2 separate regions of the Mus musculus genome follow, and region 2 is linked to region 1. The links are chromatin contacts, called in public promoter capture Hi-C maps. All regions are on one chromosome and are shown on one strand. The core of a region is the stretch at or near the end of the contact, and the rest is flanking DNA. Distances in the headings are between cores, read along the strand shown.

Region 1 (4,874 bases), core at 389-2,888:
TGGAAAGAAGGCCACCAGAACCCAGTGTCCCTCTGAGCAAAGAGACCCCTGGCTGGCCACTGTAGGCAGGGGTGGATGGGTGGGCAGGGAGTTACGCCAGGAAGTCTCCACCCTACTAGAGCCACTTCCTCCAGGCACCCAAAGAAAGAAAGAAACCCATAATTATGGCTTTTGCATCCGCTCCCCAACCTGGCCACCAAAGGTAGGTTGTCATCCCAGATGCCCACCATCTGGCAACAGCAGGAAGGCCCTGAGTAGGGAGGCCAGCAGCACAGACCGTGGTCCAGGTGCACGCGTGCCTGCTATCCAGAGGGCGAGGTGGGAGTATAAGACTCCAACGCGGGAGCCTGGGCTATGTAGTTTATTAGGAAGAGGCTTTTAGATAGCACCTTGACCTGACTCACGGACCGGGCGTGGATTCTGAGTTTGGTATCCAGAACAATGCTAAAGTAATGGATTTGGGGTCCAGGCTTTTAAATCCCTTGGACAGTTGGTCTATTTTCTGGACATTCTTGCTCTGGGGTTTGTCTGAACTAAATCGACACACATGCTGGCGCCTTCCCCCCTCAGAGCAGGAGTGGGGAGGAAGTTAGCCAAACAAAAGTCCCAGCGTCTGTATGCTCAAGAGTCGCCCAGGCATAGACCAGAGGTGGCCCTTTCCACCCATGCTCATAGAGTGCTATAACCATGCTGGCATCCGAGCGCTATTCCATGGCTTTGCAACGCAGCCTCTGGGCTTGTGGTTGCACTCTTGCCTTTTGCTCTGAAGACCTTGAAGAAATGTGGTCACCTGCCCCACTCTCCCCTTTCCCCGGGCAAATTACTTTGCACATTCAAACCCTGAGACCTAATTTGAGTAGGATTCCGCTGGTCCCCGCCTTCCTAATTCATTAAACCCTTTAAGATTTCAGCTCCTGCTTTGGCTCAAGATGCCCACCCAAAGCTTTTCCGGTCCGTGCCCATCTGTACCCTCCAGCCACTCATCCTTCATCACAGATCCTCTCCCTTTCTCTGGCCTCCCACTGTTATCTTCAGAGGGCTGTGGACGGGAGAGGGTGGCATCCAAATGTGTATCGTAAGCATCCCTAGGAACTCCCTAATGAGCATCCATCAAGGGGGCGTACGGCGAGAAAGCTGGATGGGAGGGGCCCAGTCTTGACTTGGCCCGGGTCTGGCATCCCTAGCACTCACAAGATCACGCGGAGGGCGGTGTTTCTCCATGGAGGAGTCGGGAGGAAGCTGGGCGGGTACGCGAGACGCCCCATCTTCCAGCCAAGGAGTGCGCTGAGGTCTTGGGGCGGAGGGGGGTGGGGGCTCGTAGTACCTTCGGGAGGGGAGGCGGGGCACCGCGTTGTGGCAGGAGCCTCGGGCGGATGGCCTTCTCTTGGCAAGGACAAGGACCAGGCACTACAGCAAGGGGAGGCGACTTCTACCCTGCACTGCGCGATAGGCCTGAGTTGGGGGGCTCAGCGCTGCGGGTTGAACGTTCAGCAGGGGGCGCTGCTCCGAGCGCTGGGCGGGGGTGGGGTGGGAGAGGAGGGGGGCAGCGGCTTGCTGCGCACACTTCCCCCATTATTAAACACTATGTTCAAAAGGCGTCGGGGGACTTCCCGGAGCCACGGAGCCCGTGTCGCGCGGCCGGCCGGCCCAAGGAGCCCATGGACCTGAGCGCTGCCGCCGCGCTGTGTCTCTGGCTGCTGAGCGCTTGCCGTCCCCGCGACGGGCTAGAAGCTGCCGCGGTGCTCCGAGCGGCGGGGGCTGGACCAGCCTGGAGCCCCGGGGGCGGCGGCGGCGGGCGGACCCTCGCCCGGGCTCCAGGCCCTTCAGCTCTCCAGGCCGCTGCGGTTCCGGGTCCCCGAGCTGTGCGCCGCGCTGCGGGTTCTGGCTTCAGGAACGGCTCGGTGGTGCCACACCACTTCATGATGTCGCTTTACAGGAGCCTGGCGGGGAGGGCTCCGGTCGCGGCAGCTTCAGGGCACGGGCGTGTGGACACAATCACCGGCTTCACAGACCAAGCAACTCAAGGTACTTTACGCGTCTTCTGCGCACCAGCCCATCCCGTCTACTCTTGACTGGAGACGAGCCGGGGGAGGCAAGCCTCTGCCCGATTCGATCCTGAACTATGATCCCTATAGTTATCCTCAGGTGCTGGAGAGAAAAAGTTGTCTTCGAAGTCATTGTTCACGAACCCCTAAGCCAGTCAAGGCTTGGTCTCCGAGGGCTAAGGGAGTGGGAGCCGCTCTTCAGAACAGGCTGGCAGGTTCCCCTCAAGCCAAGCGGAGCTCAAGATCCGCTTCTTTGGGGGAAGGGTCTAGTGTAGCCTTGGGCCTGGAGCCCTGGGAGAAGAAAGAAGGGCAGGAGTTGTGGCCTTTGAGTTCCCGCCAAGAGGGACGAGAGCAGTGATGGTAGTGCCTTGTGTTCAGCGGGGGACTGGGGACTATACACAAATTGAAGCTCAGGGGAATTCAGGGTAGAGCAGCTGGTATCCAATTAAAGTCATGGCCTCTCGGTATCAGAAGGACCCCTCTCAGGCAGGCCGTTTCGGGTGGATGGTGGCTTGTGTATGGGAAGAGAGTTTGGGTGCCTGCCTTCCTTCTGTGACAGTAGGCCCCAGCAGCCAGAGTCCAGGGCCTCGGCTTGTGTGGGGAGAAAAGGGATGGTTGGAGCTCAAACATCACATTTTACCCTGTGTAGGGCCCTCCAAAGGTAGGATGTGGGTGGGGTTGTGGGGTGGTTGTAGTATGTGTGTGTCATCTGGCTTTTATTAATCTCCATTGAAGTCATTAAAGCAGACAGATAGGGAAAATTTAACTAATTTCAGGCGGAAATGCAAGTAATTTTGGCTTCAATTCTGCCCAGCCAAAGATCTAGCTTGGAAATCAGGAGGGAAAGGAAGGCAAGTAGGGCTGAAAAGTGAGGCTAGGCAGCCTTTGGCAGTCTGCAGGCCTTTGATACCAGCGTGGGAAAACAGGCTGTGGCTACCACGCATCAGCCATCTCAGAAACACACTCAGTGCGCAGCATGTACGCACAGACAGCTTTGTTTCCATACATAGAACTCTCTGGCCCTGACGGTCCTATGGGGGCACTTAGGACCAGCATCTATTTTCCAAGGGTCTGTCATGGCACGCCACACTGACTGGTGGGATCCTTACAGGAAACTCCAATCCCAGTGTGCAGCAGAATCAGGAAAAACTCCTAACCTGTCCCTGCATAGGACGCTCTCAAGCTGCCAACAGTGAGAGGGGCCTAAAGTAACAGAAGCATCCGACTTTGTTAGGGCTGGCTAAGTGTACAAGGTTATAAAACCAGCTAATTCCTTCCGGCGTAGCTCTGCTCCACCAGCAAGACCCAGAGGCGGGCCACCTTTTCTCCCTCCCTCCCTGGGGAGGTAGCAAGGCCGAGGAAGCGGGGTGAGGCGGAGGCTGCAGAGAAGGGTCTTTGAGAGGAAAAGCAGGGACGGGGAATATGGCCCAGGGCCTCTGTCTAGCTTGCTCCCACCAGCTTCAGTTTAGAACAGAGCTGTGGAGGCAGAACAGTACACCCAGACTGTAGACTTAGAACACCAGGGCCTGGCTCCATGGTTGAGAACAAATCCCCAAAGGTGGGGGGAGTTTGCATGGTCTCTCCGATGGGGCAAAACGAAACCATATGACCCCCTTCAAAGGCAACGCCTTATCTGCTCTTTGGTGGAATTTAAACATTTTTTTTTTGTCTGAGTCCACCCCAAAAGAAAAAGGACCCATGACCAGAAATAAAACCCCAAGCCCGAAATAAATCACACCGGAGCAAAAGAATGAGCAAGTCTGCACCGCAGAAACATCGCCTCCTCTAATCTCTCCGTGAAGGTTCTCTGCGTCTCGCTGTCTTTTCCATTCCCCTTGGTAGCCGCGGGGGCACCAGAAGGAGCCAAGAGCGGGGTTGACGTCGTCGCTATCCTGGCTGAACGGGCAGGGTGGGCTGAAGCAGAGGGTGTCGCGATGCTTATGCGTTCCGTTTCTGGACAATTTTCAAGGGCCCAATTTGCACGGGAAACCGTGGTCAGTGAAGGTGTCTAGGCTGGGTTGGGAGAAGAAAAGGAACCAAAGGGAAAAGTGCTTTTAGGGAATGAGAAGTTTTCGTTTTCCGCACATCCAGGAGTGCTTGCAGCTCTCTGGGGCGCTCGGCTCAGCAGTAAGGGACAATTGTCACATAAAGCAAGTTATTGGGAAAGTGTGTGAGCGCTTTCTGTTTGGCCCCCTTCAGGACACCCCTGCTCAGAAAATTGACCTACCTTTCGGCAAAAGAAAGATGCCAGTGCAGGCAGCAGAACTAATGGTTAAGTTTTTGGTCCAGAGATGCGGTGGTGAGCTCTTGGGTCCCGCAGTCTAGCTATTAGGTGTGTGTATCTGTCTGTCACGGTGGTCGAAGAACCAAAGCTTCAGGTGTAGGCGACAAGAAAGAATCCCTTTATCCGAGGGATTGACATCATTCCTGCGGGAACGCAGATGCGGGGACGCTTGCTCGCTCTTATGGTCCTTTCTGGGTCGCTTTATGTGTCTGGGGTAGCCAAGCCAAACGAAGCCAAGCTGCCCTCCCCATTGCTGCGTGTCCTGGCTTTACCCTCACACTGTTCTTTCTGTTTCTGTCCTTCCTCGCAGACGAAACGGCGGCGGCCGAGCCAGGCCAGAGCTTCCTGTTCGACGTATCCAGCCTCTCCGAAGCCGATGAGGTGGTGAATGCGGAGCTGCGCGTGCTGCGCCGGAGGTCTCCGGAACCAGACAGGGACAGTGCGACCCTCCTTCCGCGGCTGCTGCTGTCCACGTGCCCGGACGAGGCTGGCACAGCTCACCTGCTGCACTCCCGGGCCGCCGAGCCCCTGGGCGGCGCGCGCTG
Region 2 (5,132 bases), core at 2,191-4,690, 1.3 Mb before region 1:
CCTCTAAGCTTAGGCTTCACTGGCAATGCTGGGGTCATTGTCAGAGCGGGATCTTTGTAGGGTCCTTCCTTTTTCCCAGGGGCAGTATCTGGCTTCTGGTTCCTTTCAGCCACTGCCTTTCTTCCTCACATCTCTCCTCTGTCTAGAGTGTTCCCTGGTACAGGCTACTTTTCTGACTCTGTCTTCACAGCTCAGCCCCAGCAGGTCTAAACACCCTCCTTGCTAAAGGCAAGGCAGAGAGAGTGGGCTCAGTTTCTTTTTCTCTGCCTGAGGCTCTAAGATGTCTGGCTGGCCCAGAGATGCATAGTGCAAGTTTGGAGGGGAGAAACTGAGGACACTACTGAGAAAAACCTCTTTAGCAGCCAGTAGGAAGGTGGCTGGTGATACTGCTGATCCAAAGGGGTGACTAGTTGCACAAACACAAGAGCAGGCTGGCTGAAATGTGCCTGCAATTAATTTGGCCTCCCAGATAAGGAGCACAAAAATCTGTTGCGATCCAACCTGCCTAGCTAGCAGGATAGCAATCACACACCAGCCTTCTCTACTACTCAATTCACAAAACTTGGGCCAGGCAAGCGAGGGTCATGTCAGATTTCTGGGACTAAGAAAAGCAAAGTGCAGTTGGGCTTGGGCTGAAGAGGAAGTGGGAACCTCTTTGGAATGGGGAGGGAGAAAAAAAGGCCTCCAACTTCAAAGCTATGCAGGACATAGGCTAGTTGGACGCCCTTTGATTTGCCACCCCTGTTTCTCTCTCTTCCAGGCACTGGAAATTATATCCTCATTTTAAGCTCTATTGGAGCCAGCCTGGGCAATGGGGAGGTCACACTAGCAGCTCTTCTATTAGGCCTATGGGATGTCAACCAGTGATGGTGGCAGCAGGACTCTGGCTAAACTGCTAGGCTGGGTATAAGCCACAAACTTTTCCTGACTCTTCTTTGCCTCCCCCAACCTCCCAAGCCAAAAAGTATGGAGAGGCCTTGGGACCCTGGAGGGGAGGTACTTGCAACCTCTCTGCCTGATCTTATTTCCTCCAACACACCATTTCTTTTTCTCAGTGGACCAAGCCGTTTATTTTCTGTAGCTTTCTTAGGCGTGGGATTCCAAGGGTCATGCCACCGACCTTCCCCGCGGACGAATTTCGTTGGAAAGGTGGATCTTTACATCATTACTAAAAACACGGACCTCATGCAAAATCTGGTTTCAGAGGACCAGCTAATAGGAAAACACAATGCAGATAAGCCACTGCGGCCTGAGGAGAAGAGAGGAACATGGGGCCTCTCCAGCTGCAGTGCCACCTCCCGCCCCCCACTCCATCCTGAGCCTTTTCACCATTTAATCTGGTAGAGACTACCTCTTCTAAGGTCCAGTATCTACTCCACGTGAAACTCCGGGCCTGGAGACTTGGTAAGCACTAGTAAATGTCCTGACTCGCTGCAGTGAACTCAATTCCTGCCTCAGAGCAGGGGTCCATGCGCGGCACAGTCATTCGTGTCCCTCTTGCAGTAGAATGCCAGTCCTGCCTCTGCCGCCCTCCCTATGGAGGGCATTAATGAAGTGTGCAGCCTATTAAAGTGGTTTATTCGAGGCTAATTGAGCGCGAGTGAGTTAACTGCTTGCATTAATGAGGACAGAGCGAACCCCACGAGCCCGAAGGAGCTCAGCAGCTTCCCCACCCCACCCCAATATCATCCTTGACATAGAATCCCCATTCGAACGGTGACAGATTTCCCAATCCAGGTCCAGAGGTCTGACCAACACCACACACGTTAGCTGCCCTTTTTTCCAACAAACGAGATCGAAGGAACCCTCTTTCCTTTGCCATTCTGCTATACTGGGATGCCCGCTGTGTCCCCAGGAGCCGGCTTCCCAATCTTAATGAAACCACAATTACTTTCGAGAGAGCCTGTGATAGACCATCTACCCACCAGTCCTCTTTGGTTCCTCCTTCCCTCCCAGCGAGCACAGAGCACACTCTTTCCCTGGGAGGCTGTGAAACTAGGAAAATAGCTTTACACGTGGTTCTCTTTCAAAGAGCCAACTTGCAAGTCCCATCCCGAATGAAATTCATCGAATTATTGCGACAAAGAAACCTATGCTGCTAACCTCTGCTCCGGAGCCCACCCGGCTTGTGCAGCAGGGGCTGTTGAGGGAGGACGCGGGAGATTTTTGTTTGTTTGTTTTTTGGTTTTTAATCAAGGATACTGCTGGTGGAAGGTAAGATTCCTTCAGCAAGCAGCCGCCCTTGTCTCTCTCATTTTGACTTCCCATCTTTTCCCCTTAAACCTGGATTAGGCTACTACCAAAGGAGCAAAATAGAATCCCCACGCTAGAGGTATCTGCAGCCTCCTGATTGTTCTGCTTCTGGGTCGTCCGGTTCTCCAGTTAGAAAACAATGTTCGTTTGTGTCCCCCACCCCCAGCATAGTTCTCCCTACACCAGAGACAATCGAAGGTTATGATTTGCAGGCCTGGGGACACACTGAAACCCTCTAATAGAGACCATCCCAAGCAGAGTCCAATTGTGAGGTGGATGTCAGACTCGCAGCAGCCCTGTGGTCCTGGGGTTTGAAGGCTTCGAGTCTAAAGTACAACTCTGCAAAAGAAGAATTCGTTTTAAAGCCCAACAGAGTTGGGGCAATGCACCTGTCCAGGATGCTGAAAGCTTAGGTTATGACCATCAACACTTTCTCCCCTCTTCCTCAGCTAAGGGGGGATAAGTCTGAATTAAAAGGCACCCTGCAGGAAAAAAAAAAAAGTTTGTGTTCTCTGAAGTTGCTCTAGTTTCTTAAGGGAAGCCTGCAGAGTGCCTTATAAAATCTGTGGGCACCTTACTAGAATACTGGAATTCTAGCTAGCCAAACACGGCTGCACTCAATGGCTCAGGCCCTTCTGTCTCCTTCCTTCCTCCCGAGGTCAGAGGCCAACAAGGACCCAGAGTTAGAAGTCTTTGAACCAGCATCCCCATCAACTCTACGTTGCAACTGCTCTCACTTTCACGGAGATCTTGCAGCCTTCCTTTGGCCAAAAGAACCGCCTTTGAGGACACTGAAAAGAGGAGGCACCAGCTACAACAGGGAACCAGAAGTGAATCTTGCGGGCTTTCGCCTCGCTGAGCCCAGGCGCCCCAGGGCTGCAGTTACCTTGTTCCGCCGCGGTCCCAGGGCAGAGCGCGTCTGTGAGGGTCGCTGCGCTGGACTTGAGTGACCAGAGACTCTGGAGCCGACTGGCACCCCTGGCGAACTAGACTTCTGACGCTTCTGTAGCTGCGGTGACTCCAAGAGTCGGACACGCGGGAGCGCTTCACAGCCCCGGAGTTCTACCCGCCGGGGTCTGCTGAGCCTCGCTCCTGGCTCCCTTTCTGAATCTGAACCAGTGCCGGCGAGAACTTGCTGGGGAGAGGCCGAGCTACGTCTCACTCATCCCTTAGCACCGAGCCGCCTACTTATTTTAATCCACCTCCCCCTAACCCCCCTCCCCTTGCCGTGCGATTTCTCCCCTCCCTCCCCTGCCCCCCAACTCTGCCTGCGCCTGCGCATTGGGAAACAAAGTTTTGCTGACCCGGGCAGCGGACTTTGGCAGCTGTGCTAGCCTGCCTTCTGCTTCTCCTGACCGGTGTCCCCTCCCTGATAATCCCACTCGACACTTTCTGTGTGTGTGTGTGTGTGTGTGTGTGTGTGTGTGTGTTTCTAAGACACATAAGATCAAGCAGTAGAAGAAACATATCTTACGGATAAGAGAGGACTAGAACCGAGCATTTCGGAGTTCTGTTCTGGAGCTTTGGGACCTATGGTGGCACCACCTATGAAAGCGGATAGGAGCCTAGGGTGTCCCCACACCAGCACCTTAGGCATACACTCAATTTGTAATCTGACAAAGTCGCTGCCGCTCTTCTTAAGATTTCCTCCTAGAAGTGACAGACTCCTGGTGTGGAGCAGCGCTCCTGACACCAAATAGTGCTTGAGACCTGGGCAGCGATTCTAGCAGAGCTGGCTGGTTCCTGGTGCGGAAGGACAGAGATTACTGACTGCGCGAGCCATAACATCCGAGTGCCTATGGCTGACCACAGACTCTGGGGTGTGGAGTTCCACAGAAACGTCCATGGCAGAGCGTATGAGGAGAAGAAGAGCTAGTTACTTGAACTGCAGACCTCCCCGGAATTCCATTCTAAAGCTCCAATCACATATTCTTTTTAGAGTGGATGGGAGTTTTAAAGAGCAGCTAAAGGCACTGGGACCCCTGGGCCTGCGGGGCTGGTTTGGGTGGAGTTTGTAGAGGGAGTTGGGACCTAGAACAACTACATCCTTGCTGTCTGCTTCTTACACAGCCCCAAATACCTCTTTACTATTGATCCCTGGAACTGACCTAAGGCTGACCCCAGTCAGCTGTCATTCCTCCCTACCACCTTTCTGGAATGCCTTACCTGGCTTTTTCATGGAAGATGGTGAGGTTTTCTGACTTCCTGACTTTGCCCCAAAGTTACTACTGCAGAGTGGCTCTTGTCACACACACACACACACACACACACACACACACACACACACACACTTCCTGGGGAGTAGGTGCCACTCTCACACATTGAAACAGTCCTTTTGGAAGAGTCACCTACTCCTCAGCTTTACTGTGCAAGACTGATCCCATGTGATCTCTTGAGGTAGCAGGAGTTTGATTCCTAATATAGGGAGTGATGATGGAGGATGGGCCACATCCCTCCTCCCACCTGCATAATTGAAACAGACTTGGTATTCGCAAACTTTTAGAATGGAACATAGCTTCCAGACTCTGGCTAACTTTGGCTAGAGCAGGGAAGGAACAAGAGAAAGGGCTATAGTTTACTCAGGAGCCCACTCCCACCTCCAGCACCCCACTGGTTACTGTTCAAGTAAGAGACCCACATAAGTGTGCCTATGTGCCTGGAATCTTAGCAGCTGTCAGTACTAGCAGGATCCTGGAAGCAGAGGGAGCTGAGGTCACCCCATTCCAATAGCTGGGGACACAGCAACAAAATCCAGTCAGGAATCCCAGGACTTCCTTCCACTTAGGCTCAATGTGTTCCCATAGTAGGCAAAGCTTGGATAATTTCCATGCTAAGGGCCAAAATTTCCCAAAAGAGTTAAACAAAATAAAACCTCTGCT

Evidence for each region. Promoter capture Hi-C pulls out the DNA fragments that hold promoters and counts their contacts.
Region 2: a promoter capture Hi-C map of embryonic stem cells shows a contact between it and region 1, with 11 times the contacts expected there. The contact joins the promoter of Osr1 here to the promoter of Gdf7 in region 1. A contact is called at or near these places in 11 of 39 promoter capture datasets (cranial neural crest, embryonic stem cells, epiblast stem cells and 5 more), 18 of 484 Hi-C or Micro-C datasets (embryonic stem cells, epiblasts and hematopoietic stem and progenitor cells), 3 of 115 datasets of contacts at active chromatin or transcription factors (all in embryonic stem cells) and 1 of 9 other capture datasets (embryonic stem cells).

Annotation. Positions count from the first base shown.
Region 1 is chr12:8,298,718-8,303,591 of GRCm38.p6, reverse strand. Gdf7 (growth differentiation factor 7) reads left to right here and starts at 1,638. Exons shown (of 2, transcript NM_001312876.1): 1 at 1,638-2,025; 2 at 4,640-4,874. The coding sequence starts at 1,659. It also overlaps a transcript of Ldah not described here.
Region 2 is chr12:9,572,750-9,577,881 of GRCm38.p6, reverse strand. Osr1 (odd-skipped related transcription factor 1) reads right to left here and starts at 3,440. Exons shown (of 3, transcript NM_011859.3): 1 at 3,140-3,440.